2 separate regions of the Salmo salar genome follow, and region 1 is linked to region 2. The links are chromatin contacts, called in public Hi-C maps. All regions are on one chromosome and are shown on one strand. The core of a region is the stretch at or near the end of the contact, and the rest is flanking DNA. Distances in the headings are between cores, read along the strand shown.

Region 1 (4,576 bases), core at 1,499-3,998, 110 kb after region 2:
AATATTTTAAGGATATGAAAATGAAAATGTCAACCTATTATGCAGCAGATAGACTCGTTTTTTTCCCACCTCATTGTACATTGAAACTACATTGAGCTATTTTAACATGCATTACCCAGATTAGCATTTTCTATCAACTGGCATGCAGGTTGTATACTATTGAAACTTGACAAGAATCTTAGATGAGGCACCATTTCTGAGTTTATTGCACACACGGTGGTAGTGACACAGGAATGTTAACATCGCTAGTATGAATAAACAAAGGATATGCACACAATTGTGTCAGCTAAACACACATAAATTGTTTCAGCCATCCGCTGCTGAGGTGTTGACATTGCATAAATCATATAGTCAGTCATTGCCATTCCTGAAGACAAATGGGGTCAACACCCATGTGGATGTGATCAAAGCAGTGCCATACAGCTGCATCACTCAGAGATGAGAGACACTGAGGTTTTCATTCATTGGAGATTAGATGTCAACGACAGGAGCGTGCCTACATCTGAGGGATTTAATCAGTTAGTTATTCAAGCCCGTCTATGAACAGGTGTGCTTGTTATCAAATATGCAGGCTTTTTACCTGTGCCAGATTTCTGTCTGTAACTACAGAATTATGGGATCTAAGCCATTATGACATTAATGGTCTGGGCAGACAAAGTGCATATTCATATGGGGAGGGAACGAGGAAACAACTAACATCATAAAAATAACATTCTGATCCACTTCGTGCATCAAGCTAACAATACCTACACAAAATCGTTGAAATATTCCCCCTGACAACTCTCTTGCGCAAATGTGCCCTTGTGAATGCTTGAGCAGAACAGTGAAGCAATAATGTTGTTTCTGACTGAGCCAGCCAGCCACAGCTTGACTTGGGTGGGTCAGAGAAATCCAAGCCTCCATGGCCTGAAGTAGGGAAAGTCCATATAAATATGAAGACCAGCTGGTTATCATAATATTTACATACATCTTACAAAAACTATAATAATAGCATCATGCCAGCATTAACCTATGGTTGACACATATGTGAAGTGGAATGGATATTGGATGGAAATTGAATTGCACTGACTTGAGGGATCGTTACATGACAGCGTCATTGTCACTTTATCAACAGGACAGAAATCAATCCAGTGCATGCCTGATGATGCATTAGTTTGACACAGAGGCTCATAGCAGACACAGAGACCTCTACTGGACACACCAGCAAATCTAGTGCCACCAGGATTATTCTGCTGCTGTCATTTACATATTATGCAGCATGTTAGAGAAATAAAGAAATCACTTTATTCAGTCAAATATTAAAATAGCAATATGTCAAGGACTACTTATATTCTATTTTAGTGTAGTGGATATATTTAGGATGAACTTTTAACCAATGAACGAAAGCATAGAGAATGGGAATGTTATACACTTGGCTATTGTGATATATCTGCATAATTAGACTACTTTGAGTTTAAATTGCTAAAGAGTTTGATTTATGAGGGGTGGTATTGTTGGATGGTCATAAAAAATGATTTACTGCCATCCTGTTGAAGTAACCTAGATAAGGACAGTGTTAAAACAGTGTGTGTTAAGTTGTTCTAGGCTAATTATTATTATTTAGAAAATAGAATAACTTTTTTATTATTATTAGGCTACATTTATATTATAATACTTGTCCTTCATAAATAAAAAGCAACCCCAACTTTATGGATGACAGGTGAGTATAGCCTTCATCTGAGTCTGCCTTCCACGCAGAACAACGACAGTACTTTCATAAAGGCTACTTTCACATATATATCTGTGCATTATCATAATGAACAGTTATATCCCTCAATAACATCAATGTGCTTCGTAGTGTAAAGGCACCTGTTTTCAAAATGTTCTTTCACCTTTACTTGATCAGTGTAAATTACTCCCATAGCAGTCAGTGTCGGTAGTTAAACTTTACCATTTTAATAATACAGTATATGATTTTCGCTCATAAAGAAAATTATTATCCAGATGATATGGTTTATTATGCAATAATATGACTCACTTTGCAACCATGGACTGTGTTGAATAGTTTACATAGCCTAGCCTACGTATTGATAGGTAGCACTCAAATCATTCCGTTCTTACCTGACATTTGTTGGAGAGGAACATTTTCAAAGCTGAAGCCTTTTGCAATAGAAGCTTCTTTAACCCCACTGCAGTTACGTGCTTTAAAATCGGATCCTGCTGCAACAGACAGCAATGAGAAAGTCCAAAGGACGGTCTGGTATCTCAGCATCGTGCACTTCTGTGATTAATCCTTCTTTTATCCTCTGCTGATTCCAGTTTAGAGAGGAAGTCCACTGCAGTGCATACGCAGGTAGCCTCTAACAACTCAACGTTTAGTGGTTGACACTTTTCTACAACTGTGCATCAACACTTCTTTCTCAATCAACGTCTGTTTATTTTGCCACCCGCGTTGCCGCAGAGAAGAGAATGTGTGTAGTGAGTCCAGGTAAAGCCACAAAGCCACATGGATTCAGCAGAGAGCGGGCTCCTCAACGTGTTCACTCAACTTCACTCAGAAAGCGACGTCGGGGAGGATACATTACTGTAGAAAGTCGAAAAGCTGAGGACTGGAGAGGAGACCGCTATGTGCTCAGATGCACAGAGCGGGCGCGAAAACACGGAGTGGAGTATATTGTCAGAGAAGGTTTTTAGTCAAACCTGACATTGATTATCAGAAAGAAAACCTCTGGAATAACTAACCTCTTTACAGCTGTGGTGTGAGTGAGAGTCAAATGAGATGAAGTATCCCTATGTGGTACTGGTATATTGGGCTGTGTTGTGTGGAGACCATTATTGAACCGTTCAGTGCTTTATTGATTTTAAAGCGGTTTAGTCCAGGGTAGATCAACAGTGGATTATCATCATGGCTGCAATAACACAGTTATACAAGGCGAGGGTTGGTGGTGAATGATTCACTTCCACCTCTGTTAATCTTTGTTAACATTGGCAGTTTGAAGTGACTCACATTTATTTGCATATCTGATTTGAATCTGTTGTTTTTCCTGCAGTCTGAACAGCCAAAAAGCACATGAAATCAGATATTTCAAGCAACATTTCAAACCACCTTTTTAGACTATTATTTGGCATATCGTGTTGCTTGCTAGCTACTCAGTTGACAGTTTTGACAAGAACATGTGGTAGCTAATTTACTTGTTAATGGTTTACAAACAAATTAGTGAATGTGCTAGAGAGCTAAACAGCTACCTGGCTAGCTAGTTGACTGCTGCGGCTAGACAAAATTGACTAATTTTGAAAGTTGGATCATCTTATCTTTTGAGGCTTTAAAAGTGTTCTTACACTATAATGTTGAACATTCAAAGAAACTGGGAAACGTCCATGACAGGCATTGTTGTACCCTTACCTTGCTAAGTAACTCCAGAGTGATAGGAAGCATGAGCACCACCACCAATCAAAGCAAATCAAATCAAACGTTATTGTCACATGCGCCGAATACAACATGTGTAGACCTTACCGTGAAATGCTTACTTACAGGTCCTTAAGCAACAGTGCAGTCAGCTTACACCATTGCTCACACACCCGCCATTACTATGACAACTAGCATAGCCATGTCAGCAAATGACTGCTGTCTGAACACACACAAATCCGATTTGGTCACATGCAGGTGTTGGAACCGGTTCGGGGAACAGAACCGAAAACTGGAAAAGACTCAGTGGGCATACAATGTAATAAAGACATATTTTTCTGGTTGAAATCTGGTCGGGACGTCATATAACTAAATCACAACCAGATTAAGATGTATTTTTCAAAGATCTCTTATTTTGGTTGATCTGGTTTTTGGTTGAAATCTGATTAAACTACTGACCAGTTATCTAAATGCTACTCAATTAATAGACCCCAATCTATGTTCATAAACATATGCATAGTGTTTGTGGGCCATTAAACCCATTGGGTATAAGACCATTACAATTATTACAATTTGAGTTCTTTTATTTTCAGCAGGATTTGCATGATTCATCTTAGAACAGTTGGCAAACAGCAGTGGTGCATGGGTAAATACACTGGGGAAGCCAGAAAAAAAGCCATATTAACTGCGTTGTTTGCTCTATAACCTGTTAATGCATAGGCGACCTTCGGACCACTTAACAACAATTGTTTTAAAACACCAGAGAGTTACCGCAAGTCGCAAAGAGAACAGGAGCTGCCTCCACTATTACAGCACCATTTCAACTTCAACATTTCAACATCATCAAATCAACTCTGCTTAGTCTAATACAGTGACAACTAAAAATGGCAACAAATATGTAGTCCAATCAACGTAAGCTAAACATGATGTGGCTGTCCATGGTTCTGATTTCTCTATGTGTGTGTGTGCGTGTTCGTGCAAGTAGAAAACTATGTTGACTCACCCAATGCCATACTCCGCTCTTTCATGTTGATGAAAAGGTCACTTTGTCATACAGTACACGCTTACATGTTTTGTTGTCTTAGGCTACCAGGCTAAATTGCTTCCTCGCAAGCCTAACTTCCAGGCTGTTTCACAACCGGCTGTGATTGGGAGTTCCATAGGGTGAAGCACAATTGGCCCAGCGTTGTC
Region 2 (5,092 bases), core at 1,069-3,568:
CTGATTGCTTTAGAATGACTGCCACTAGGCAGCGATATGCAGGGACGGCCACACAACCTGACAAACAGGGCAAAAAGTAATTAGGAAATGTGAAATTGTTTCAGGATTGCTGGGGGTTGAGGCTTTCTGAGCTTCAACATGACATTTCCAGTCTCAATGTTTGTTTGTATTCATAATTAAATACATATCGTTGTGACAAAGCTTTTCACATAAAGGTTATTGGGGGGAAAAAGTGCTATGGTTTGGATGGAATAATGTGTGAAAACATTGAAGATTTAACATGAAATTAAACAGAGGATCAAATTCTGCAGCACAGTCCTGCCTAGCCTTCTGCCTACTCTCTCTCTCTCTGTCCTGAGCCATACGGTACATCTCTCGCTCGCTCGCTCTCTCTGTCCCTGTTTCTCTCTCTCTCTGTCCTGAGCCATACAGGTACATCTCTCGCTCTCTCTGTCCCTGTTTCTCTCTCTCTCTCTCTCTCTGTCCTGAGCCATACAGGTACATCTCTCGCTCTCTCTGTCCCTGTTTCTCTCTCTCTCTCTCTCTCTCTCTGTCCTGAGCCATACAGGTACATCTCTCGCTCTCTCTGTCCCTGTTTCTCTCTCTCTCTCTGTCCTGAGCCATACAGGTACATCTCTCTCTCTCTCTCTCCCTGTCCCCCCCTCTCTCTCTCTCTCTCTCTCTCTCTCTCTCTCTCTCTCTCTCTCTCTCTCTCTCTTGAGCCATACAGGTACATCTCTCGCTCGCTCTCTCTGTCCCTGTTTCTCTCTCTCTCTGTCCTGAGCCATACAGGTACATCTCTCGCTCTCTCTCTCCCTGTCTCTCTCTCTCTCTCTCTCTCTCTCTCTCTTTCCTGAGCCATACAGGTACATCTCTCCCTCTCCCTCTCCCTGTCTCTCTCTCTCTCTCTCTCTCTGTCCTGAGCCATACAGGTACATCTCTCGCTCGCTCTCTCTGTCCCTGTTTCTCTCTCTCTCTCTCTCTCTCTCTCTCTGTCCTGAGCCATACAGGTACATCTCTCCCTCTCTCTCTCCCTGTCTCTCCCCCTGTCTCTCTCCCTGTCTCTCTCTTTCGATTTCTCCCTTTCCACCTCTCTTTCTCACTTTCTCTCCCCTCCCTCTCTCTCTCCCCCCTCTGTCTGCAGCTGTCTGCAAGGGGATTACCAATGGGAAACCAGCGGGTCTAACTGATGGATATAAAAGGCAGTACTGGGGATTAATCCAGCTGTAAACATCATTAGTTATGTGCTAATGCCGCCGTAAATTACACACACACTACCTGTCATACAGCGGACATCATGACTTTACTTTTAAACTCAGATCAACTAAAGTGCCTTCAAATTCAAAGCAGTTCATTCCAAAGCAAACTTACCATGCACACTATATTTGCTCATTGTGGGAAATAATTGGGTAGTTCCGCATAGATAAATACATGGGCAGAGTATTTACAGATGATTGTCATCTACCTAGGCTACAAGAGTAAATGCATTTTATATCCTATAAGCAAATATTTTATGCAGATAATTATATGCCTTTATTTGTAGTAAAAAAACAAACCTTTGTGCATTGATAAAATGACCCTTGCCATATCACTTTTTTTCTCTCGTCTCTCTGTCCTTCTATCTGTGTTGCCCTTGCCAATCTCCAGATCAAAAACTGACGTGTTACCGGCTTTCAAGCCAAAGTCAACCTCCTGGCTGTTCTACAATGCTGCCTGGGGCCGGAAACCAAACTCTATCAACTTACTACGGGATGAGCACCAAGGTGACTAATATCAACTTCCGCTGGCTGTCAGACTGCAGAGGTGAGACACTGCATATAAAAAGGGGAATGCCCTAACTTGATTCAGCACTGCTTTCATTAAACATATTTTCATTCCGTTTTTTTTTAATAAGGCAAGGTGTCACTTCCTCAGAGCGTCGTTAATGTGGATTTGGAAAATATAGTTTTAAAAAGGTACAGATGTTCTATGTCACTTACAAAGTCCATTATGATGATTAATCAACTGTTAATTATGGGTTTCTGAATGAATAACAAAGGATGTCATCGCTGCCGCATATAAAAAGTATCCTTCAGTCACAAGTCTCTGCTAAATGAGTGCAGGCTGAGCTCAGTCTAATCATAGCCTGTACAGAAGGTCTGGCCACACAAACCACAAGGGGCTCCATGATCAACCTATTTTCCCTGGCAACAGTCACTACTGCCTGCTTTTAAAATAGGTTTTCATTTGATATGAATGCTGTATTCTAGCTGCATCTCAATTACAGTACAGAGCTCAAGGAGTCTGCTCCCTGCAGCAAACCCCTGCCATACTCCATACGTCTGACTCTGACCAACAGTGAGGTGGAATGGATGACCCTGACACCAGACACTCTTCTCTCGTCGGAGTCCACGGCAACAGGGATATTTCAGTCTGCTACAGTAGATCCAGACCCTAGGCTACTCCATTGGGCAACACTGCTGGTTTTCATTCTAACCCTCTGAGTAGAGACTGATTCACACCTGGGACAGTGGGTGAATTAGACATTCCCGTCCTTTGTCAAGGTTGGTAAAACGTCTGTTACGGGTATCTGTCACTGCTGTCATTTATTCAACAAACGTGGAATCCATACAATCTTTTCACACTCCTTCACATTCTTCACACATGCTGCTGCTTGTCTATCCTGATTGCCCAGTCACTTTTCCCCTACCTACATGTACATATTACCTCAATTACCTCAACTTCCTCGTACCCCTGCACATTGACTCGGTACCGGTACTCCCTGTATGTAGCCTCGCTATTGTCATTTTATTGTGTTACTATTTCCTTTTTTTTGTTGCTATTTTTTCTCACATTTTAACTCTGCATTGTTGGAAAAGGGCTAGTAAATAAGCATTTCACGGTTGTATTCGGCGCATGTGACAAATACAATTTGATTTGATTTTGATCTTAAATAACACTATTTACCTATCCTTTATGTTTTTAAAGACTGCAGATGTCCCTGTTCCCCAGCTCCAGTGTGGTGAATGGTGGCGGTGGAGTGAGCCCCTGTGGGTGTTTGTCCCTCGACACGGCTATTTAATCACTGGTGTCTAACACCTCATAAACCCTTCCTCCTGGGCCTGGGTCTCCTCATAAACAGCACAGCCTCTCAACCACGACACACCATCTGTCCCAAAACCCACTCTGCATATTAAAAATCTCCAAAAAAGAATATTGCCCCACCCAAAAAACACATACTAAGTAAATTAACTCTGAGATTGTGTTTTGAATAAGACTTTCCACAATGGCGTGACCGTTGAATTGTGTGTGTATCCTTGGAAGAAGCTAAACTCTGAGAGGGGACAGGGGTTACTGCATAAAGCAGCTAGTGTAGTGCACATGGATGTGTTGTCTCATTTCACCCTAATCAATAACAATCAACAGAGGGCAAATACAAACATGTTTCCCCTCTGTGACGGTGTATTGGGCGACCCCTAAAAGAGATCAAACAACTGTTAATCCTTTCAGTTTAAGCACAGACGGGACGGATATACCTGAGCGGTTCCTCCTTCAAACTCAGGTCAATGACACAGTCGGTCTTTACAGTAACTTCAATGTGTTGTTTGTATTATAAAACTAGCTTACTGCAGTGCAACTTCCAAAACACACAAACCCTGATGGCATTGGCAAACGGCCATACATGATTGTACAGACTCTAAGTGAATATCTCCATGAGTAACAAAGCAACTGTGTTTCAGTGAACAACTGGCAGAAACTAAGCTGTCACGTTGTCTTCAGCAGCGCTCTGAACTTGTCACATGTATCAGCAGCACTCTGATATTGAATTTGAATAAAGTGGTCACAGTGCCGAACTGTGAAATATCTGTGCTACTGTGGTATATTTCAGTGGCCACAAGATAAACGTTTGGAAGCCAATTACTATTTATCCATGCCAGAACAGGTGGAGGCCAATCATCCTGCAGCTCCAGCCACAGCCTCACGCTTCAGTATCAGCAGCCAAAGTCCTACCCTCAGCTCCAACCTTAACATCAGCCCAAGCCCCAGCAGCTAACTCGAGCCTCAGCCGCAGCTTTAACCCAAGCCCTTAACCCCAGCAGTCCTAAGCCCGAGTAGCACCAGCCTTACCCCCAGCCCCATGCAGCCCCAGCCCCATGCAGCCCCAGCCCCATGCAGCCCCAGCCCCATGCAGCCCCAGCCTCATGCAGCCCTGGCTTGGTTCCCTAGAGTCCTGATTATGTCTCTGCATTAAATCTGCCGGAGCGGAAGGCTATGATTTAACACAGAGATCTCAGCATAGCGGTGGTGTGTCCTGCCTGTATATCATTCCAATACCCAAGACTGATGGCACCATATGTCTGTGAAGCCCTGTCTTTGTGACTGTTATTACAATGTTTCCTGGCACAGCACATAATTGACGCGAGGTGAGAGTCTTATTGTCATTCAAATGTGACTATTATTTTCAGGTTGCTTTGATTTAACTTTGGAACAGTGAGAGAAATGTAGCAGGATCTTCCCCAGCGTTATGGCTGGCAGAGATTGAAGGAATGACAGATGCAAGCAAGGCTACGGGAACAATGGCAATGAATATTTATCACCACTCAGAAGGCTCCCCATATATCAAGTGTTTGAAATGTTCAATCCTCATATTAGACAAGGGAATAACACGTACATAGAGCAATGATGAAACAATATTCATATCTACAGTACTTTTACTTGGGAATTCTTCTTGTAGTGCTAGTGCATAATGATGAGAGACTTCAATCTTGATCCAGTGCAGCTTCACGTACAGTAGAACAAACAAACAGTTATGGTTGGTGTCATATGTTGTTTATGTGGACAATAAACTGCTGTTTTGACTCTTTCCCAAATATATATTGAATTGTAGCTATTATGTAGTTCTGTTTTACACAATTCAACACAACAGTATTACTGTATGAGAGAAATCCTTCAACATGCACATCATTTCATGTACTATACGTTACCTGTCTGGGATTTTATCTTAGCTCTAACTTCTCTAGGTCCTTAAATAGTATAATAGTGTTGTTTCAGGGGACGCATAATTACCTGTTAATGGATTCTCTCTCAGAGGGATAATTTGGTCAAGTTCCAT

Evidence for each region. Hi-C and Micro-C count contacts between places; a contact is called where the count stands out from the background.
Region 1: a contact with region 2 is called in a Hi-C map of muscle, with 7 times the contacts expected there. The contact joins the promoter of LOC106586272 here to the enhancer-like site in region 2. A contact is called at or near these places in 2 of 3 Hi-C or Micro-C datasets (gill and muscle).

What each region holds. Positions count from the first base shown.
Region 1 is chrssa25:16,628,364-16,632,939 of Ssal_v3.1, forward strand. LOC106586272 (glypican-6) reads right to left here and starts at 2,749. Exons shown (of 9, transcript XM_014173395.2): 1 at 2,101-2,749. The coding sequence starts at 2,251.
Region 2 is chrssa25:16,522,728-16,527,819 of Ssal_v3.1, forward strand. All of the region lies in intron 6 of LOC106586272 (glypican-6), which reads right to left. Among protein-coding and RNA genes, the nearest start is that of dct, 29 kb to the left of the region's middle. Within about 2 kb of position 2,319, at least 1 of the 13 cell types and tissues checked has an H3K27ac peak or open chromatin away from gene starts, as enhancers often do. A contact at or near this core is called in muscle, where this site is marked.